Regions from separate parts of the Mus musculus genome. Here region 1 is linked to region 2. The links are chromatin contacts, called in public Hi-C maps. All regions are on one chromosome and are shown on one strand. The core of a region is the stretch at or near the end of the contact, and the rest is flanking DNA. Distances in the headings are between cores, read along the strand shown.

What was found. A called contact is a pair of places that touch in the nucleus more often than the background predicts.
Region 1: a Hi-C map of cortical neurons shows a contact between it and region 2, with 3 times the contacts expected there. The contact joins two enhancer-like sites. A contact is called at or near these places in 1 of 484 Hi-C or Micro-C datasets (cortical neurons) and 1 of 115 datasets of contacts at active chromatin or transcription factors (large pre-B cells).

The regions. Positions count from the first base shown.
Region 1 is chr14:17,858,773-17,861,928 of GRCm38.p6, reverse strand. All of the region lies in intron 2 of Thrb (thyroid hormone receptor beta), which reads right to left. Among named protein-coding and RNA genes, the nearest start is that of Thrb, 200 kb to the right of the region's middle. Within about 2 kb of position 1,703, at least 7 of the 459 cell types and tissues checked have an H3K27ac peak or open chromatin away from gene starts, as enhancers often do. A contact at or near this core is called in cortical neurons, where this site is marked.
Region 2 is chr14:17,431,735-17,435,122 of GRCm38.p6, reverse strand. No RefSeq gene overlaps it. Among named protein-coding and RNA genes, the nearest start is that of Gm32121, 26 kb to the right of the region's middle. Within about 2 kb of position 1,987, at least 16 of the 459 cell types and tissues checked have an H3K27ac peak or open chromatin away from gene starts, as enhancers often do. A contact at or near this core is called in cortical neurons, where this site is marked.

The DNA of each region.
Region 1 (3,156 bases), core at 454-2,953, 430 kb before region 2:
GGAATACAAGGGCTGAGTAATTTCTTAGCTAGACTCCTTCTAGCTTTTAAATAGATCATTCCAGTTTTATTGCAACTGTTGCACATAGAAATATGAAAAGCCTTAATTCATTTTATAGATTATGCAGACCAGTGGCTCTCACATAGTGTTCCCAGGGCCAGCAGGGGCGGGCGGCATTGTCTGGGTCAAAAAATAATCTTTGTCCTACTTACAGACCTACTGGATCACAATGTCTGAGGCCAAGATCCAGCAGGCTAAGGCCGTTAGGAGATTGACATGCAAGCTCAAATTTACAAGAACATCCCCCAACATTGTTTGCTTCTCTCTCTCTCTCTCTCTCTCTCTCTCTCTCTCTCTCTCTCTCTCTCTTTCTCTCTCTCTCTCTCTCTCTCTCTCTCTCTCTTTCTCTCCTATAGAATAAAGTTTATTCAGGACATGGGGAGGAGAGTTAAGAGGGTAGCAGAGGCAGAGAAAGGCAAAGAGAAGTAGAGAGTAGTGAAATGGGGGCCAGCCATGGCCATGTGGATAGGGGGAGGGAATTGGGAGTAAGGGGGCAAGAGGCAAGAGAGAGGCAAGAGCATAAGAGGTAAGAGCCTCTTTTTTTTTCTCTCTATAATATGATTTGTCTTCTAGACAGACTACCACGAACTGGCTCATCTACTTTCCCACCTTAGAAATTTGGCTTGACACACTATCATGTATAGATGTACTTTGGCATTTACCTCTAATATCAGTGACCGAGCAAGTAATTTTTGTGGAGGCATGTGGAGATGTTCATTACTGGGAGCCTCTTCGCTATCTATTGCTGTTCTGGGTGGAGTGGTAGGAGCATCAGCAGTGCCCTGCTCTTGATATTTCTGTTGGCAATAGAGGTTTCTGTGTAGGATGAGGCTAGGCAGAAGTATATGTGTGGATATTAGCATGTGTTCATACATTACTTATTTGAAACTAATTTCATGTGTTGATTTGCCTGCTGCACTGTAGGTAGTAAATAAGAAGCATAGCATCATCAGAAGAGCAGACCAGGCACATGGACTTTGAAGTATTTCCATACATTTTAATAATGAGGTAAAAAGAGAAGTGAACCGAAGGTGATAAAACAGGTATTCCCACCCACCACCCAGTTCCTCACAATTTGTATTACATATGTAACTGTTATCAGTTTTAAAACAATGAGAAAAGGCATGACCAAAAGGATCCAGGAACATGTCCTATGTCCGTGCAGGATTCAAAATCAAGTTTGCTTTAGTCTAATCCTGCTTTGGTACTTTCCAAAGATTTTTCTGAACCTCAGTTCACACCTAAGAAATCTGAGTCTTATTTCCTTCCACAGTAGACTTCAAAAGTTCTGTTTCTAAGAGATACTGTACAGACCTCCTCCTTGTTAATTTAGAAATGTTGTGACGTTGGAATCCTTTAAGGATACTTTTATTACTTAGTTCTAGAGACTACCAAATCATTATGCATGGCATATAAAAGAAACTATTTGAGTATTAACAGTCCATTTGTCCAGAGATTAAAGGTTTACTTACAGTTTGCTATGGCTCTCAGAAGGAATATTAGTTACCTGTAATTCAGGTTTCAGGAGGCTTACAACCATAATAGATAACAGCTTGTGGATCTAAATTTCCTGGCACAAGGCAGGCTCTTTGGACAGCTCAGCTTTCTCTGTCTCTGGCCACCCACAGGGAGGAGGCTCCAATCTGTCTTGTAAAGCTCTCTTCTACAGAGGCTTCTGCTCCTTACTGGGATGTCGTGTGCAGTCCAAGATGAGTGGCTTGCCGTAAATATTGACTTCTTGAGACATAATTTATAAAGAGCTCCGAGGATCACAGGAGAATAGGAAGAGGCACAAGTTTGGGGAGCAGAGAAAGACCTGACAGCATCCCCGAGGGAATGTGCGAGGCTGGCATAGGTACAGCCAGGCCAAGGACCTCAGATCTTCAGGCTTGGAGGCATGCCAGTCTTCCCAGTGCAAGAACTGACAGTGTGCAGAAAATGTTCACCACAGCTCTCCTTTCCTACCTTAGCATTTTTATGGTCCAGAGACTATCCCTCTACAGAGGCTGCTCCAACCAAGACTGGTTAAACCTGTGTCCTTGATCCACTGTAACCCATGGCTCCAACCAAGATTGGCTAAACCTGTGTCCTTGATCCACTGTAACCCATGGGTCCAACCAAGATTGGTTAAACCTGTGTCCTTGATCCACTGTAACCCATGGGTCCAACCAAGATTGGCTAAACCTGTGTCCTTGATCCACTGTAACCCATGGCTCCTTGTCCAGCTGCATGACTCCCCCTCTCCATTTGGTTTTATATAATAAACACACTGAGCTTCCGAATGACTGTGGTTTCTCCAACCGAGAACTCAGAGCACCATTTGATCCCCTCTGTCTGTCTGTCTGTCTGTCCTTTCTTCATTACCTTCTCACCCAGTCAGGGCTGTCATTTCTTTGCCTGCCAGGAGCATGGCCTCTAGGAAGGAACAGCTACATGTTTCAGGTGCTCAGGCTAGCAGGTCTTCCCCTTCTTCTTCTACCTTTCCTCTGTGGTGTGTGTGTGTGTGTGTGTGTGTGTGTGTGTGTGTGTGTGTGTGTGTGTGTGTGTGTGTACACAAGGTTGGATGCACAATGTAAGCACATGTAAATCAGATGTCTGTCAGGTACCCTCCTCAAGTGCTTTCAAGTTTGTATTTTTTTTAAATTTAATTTTTCTTTAAATCCTGCTCACTTTCTCCCTCCTGGCCAGCCCCCCTACCATCTATTTCCCCCCTTCTCTTCTGAGTGGGTAGCCCCCCCCCATGTCCCCACCCTGGCACTTCAAGTCTCTGTGAGGCTTCCTCCCCATTGAGGCCAGACAAGGCAGCTCTGCTAGAAGAATATATCCCAGGCAACAGCTTTTAGGATAGCTCCATTCCAGTTGTTTGGGACCCACATGAACATGAAGCTGCACATCTGCTACCTATGTGCAGAGAGAGGCCTAGGTCCAGCCTGTGTATGTTCTTTGGATGGTGGTTGATCTCTGAGAGCCCCAAGGGTTCCTGTTAGTTGACTCTGTTGTCTGCCTGTGGAGTTAAGTTTGGATTTTTGAAACAGGGCCTCTCACTGAGCCTGGAGCTCACTGATTGTTAAGTAGCTAGCTATAGAGCTCTGGTGA
Region 2 (3,388 bases), core at 738-3,237:
ACAATAAAAACCACTCTTCCATGAAAAGTGTTGGTCACAGTGATGCTATAGTCTCTGCCCTGGCTGCTACTATATACTAGGTCCCCCCTTTTTTTTTTTTTTTTTTTGAGGCAGAACTTCATGTACATTTGGCTGGCCTGGAACCTGAATTTTGACTTGGTTGTCTTTAAACTCAAGGAGATCTGTCAGGCTCTGCCTCCTGAATGCTGGGACTAAAGGCCTTGTCTCCACATTCAGCTCCAAGATCCCTGATGAACACAGTTGTTCTATCAAGTGAGACTTGAAGACTCTCTACTTTCCTCTTTGGTGTCTAGAAATGTCTTGTTCTGGCATTGTAAAGAGAAAGTGTCCCACTGCTATCCATTGACAGTGAGTCTGCAATACTTTCTCTTTGAGAAGATGGCACGTGTATGCTTGGGAAGGAAGGGAGAACAGGTCAGAAGTCGCCTTCAAAGTTTTCAAAGATAACCTGTAATCTACTCCTTCGGGGAAAACTTCCCATCCCATTCTAGTAGGCCTGAATGGAAGTAGCACCCCTCCAAGCTTCCACATCATGAGAAGACCCCCACTAATCCCCAGGACATCTATCAAGCTGGAGCTAGACCCTCAGGTAAAATTCTCTGAGCTTAGCATAGAAAATAAGAGTTACCAAATCAAAGACCTTAGTAAACAATGAGTGGCCAGATGGATGAGTCATGTTTTCAATGGTGAGCTTGATCTGGTACCAAGCTATTTCTATTTGAAGAACAACTGTTGACCCTGCTCAGCAGGTACTGGCTTTTGATCTTTTTACTTGCAATACTACCAAATGCATTTTCTTTTCCCAGTGAACATCTGCTAACCATTAAGTATTTTCAAAAGTCACACCAATTTGAGCTGGAGAGTAACTACTGAAAGTGCTCTCTGTGTTAGCATAAAGACTGAGTATGGAGCCCCAACATCCTATTTGAGAACTAGGTATGGGACATGGAATGCCTTTGTGACCCCAGGGCTTTCTGGGTTAGGGGGACAGCAGAGGGAATAAGGGAGATTCTGGGGTTTGATGGCAAGGCAGTCTAAGCAACCGGTATGTTTCAGAATTAGTGAGAGACTATCTGGAAAGCTAAGTTGGGAAATCAGTTCAGGAACACACACACACACACACACACACACACGATACCAATTTAACAAAGGATATAGTTTAAGGATACTTTAAAGGTTTTTCTGAAACGCTTTCTGTCTCCCTCTGACTGATCTGGCATTGGTCTGTAGGCTGACATCAGGCTCGCAGCAATCCTCCTGCCTCATCTCCACACATTCTGTGATTAAAGTTATGTAGTAATCTGCTCAGTTGTTAATATTTTCTAAAAATTACTGTTTAATTTATATGGCAAACAAACATTTTCCATCAAGATTTCAGTTGAATTCTATCATAAATAGTGTTTCAGTTCTAGTCTGCTCTGTTCTATATCTCTCCTAGACTTTGAAGTAAAGATGGATCTTTAAAACCATATCCATTTACTTTGAAAATAGAACAGCAGCTTCCATTCATTCTAAACAGATGTACTGTGGGTGTAATGTGCAAAAGGTATCAGTCCTTACTCTAAAGAAAGACATTTCATTCACATCCGAGCTGAATACATAAGGCCCAAACCATTCTCTTCTCTGTGACTGTTTCACACAAATCATTTATTAGTCACATCTTTTACATAACAAATTACATCATGTATGTCTGTTAAGAAGAATTATAATTTAATTACATAAATTTGAAATGAAGGCAAAAAATTTCCCTGGTGTGTTCTATATTTATACTTGAACTTCTTTCCTCTCTGGAGTATACAGTCCTGCCTTGACCCTGGGGAACTGTGGCTTCATCTTCTGAAAACACTTCTCTATTTTTATACCCTCATTAAAAAAAAAAAAAGACAAAAAATAAACCCTCCAACCTACAACAGAATTCCAGATACATAGCAGTCTGAAATACATAGGCAGGCCTACTCTCTTAGAAGCAGAAAAATCATCATGCAACCTGGGTTCCACATTCTTGATTCTTGACTGATAATAACCTAGTTCCGTTTCCTGAAGGAAAAAAGGAAGCCCATTTATTATCGACAGAGGCACCCTACACAATCAATCCTTCTTTAATGTCTCTGAGAAACCAGAAAATGTTATTTATGGCAGTTAATTTATCAGCTAAAGCAATAATAACAGATTGCTTATAAATGGTGTCACCATGGGCTGATGTGGGAGTCAGGCAGAACCAAGGGACAAGTCCCCTCCGTGGCTTTATGTATACTATTGGACATAGGACCCGAAGATCAGCTACAAAGCTTTAGCTTCTTAATTTTTCTTAGGACAATAATCGTTTCACAAAGCAAATGAGCTTAGACAAACATGGCTATTGAAATCTAATTTGAAAATGCAAGAAATGCTTAAGAGGGCTAAATTTTTGGATGGTAATGTAGCATCCTAAATACTAAATTTAAAAAAGTGGTACAACTGGGAATTGTTTATAAAGATGCGTGAACCTTAGCATTTGATTGGTGATGTTTCACTGTATGAATGAATGACTAGTGATGAAGGATAATTGGCAGCTGGCATAAGTGCACCCTGCATGCTTACTTGGTTATATCCTGCTACATCTATTATGTCCAGAAATGCCCCGCATTTCTAGAGCAGCAACAATGTTATTTACTTGGTTTGCATGAGTAAATTATTAACAAACCACTCAAATGACATTTTGTTTTTGCTTTTCCTCACAGGTTCCTTCACCATCGTTTACTGGGCAAGAGAAGGGCGTTTAAACCTGGCAGCAAAACTTGCCAGATATGGAAGGTCACACTTCTCTAGGGAATCTAGAACGCTTGTTTCTCTCTTTAGATAAACCAAGAAAACTTGAAGCTATCTAGTCTCAAGAGCCAAAGCCAAGTCCACAAGAAGACACCTTAATGTTATTTTTTTTTAATCCATACTGAATTTTAATCCATACTGAATGCTCAGCCTTGTCTTTCCCAGCTATCCTCACTAAATTAACTTGCATAAATTTTCTCTCAGACCCAAACTTCCCTAAGTCATTGTTCCCCTTTTATGGCAGTGGTCTTAGAAACACACTTAGTGTACAGAAGACACCTGGAAGATAATAGGATTAGTATCTGTGGAAGATAATAGGATTAGTATCTGAGCATTGTCTGACTATGCACTAGAGAAGCAACGGCTGACAACAGTCTCTCACATTTATTCCTATGGTTGCTACCCCTAGGTAGAAACATTATCAATAACCTCTTAACAACATAGTAATTAGTCTAAAATGAAAGGCTTCCATTATGAGCCACATCTTCTGGGGTTCTGATCTTTGAATCCTCACTCTCTGCATTAAATACAGCTCACCCTGTAAGCTGAATCTACAAAC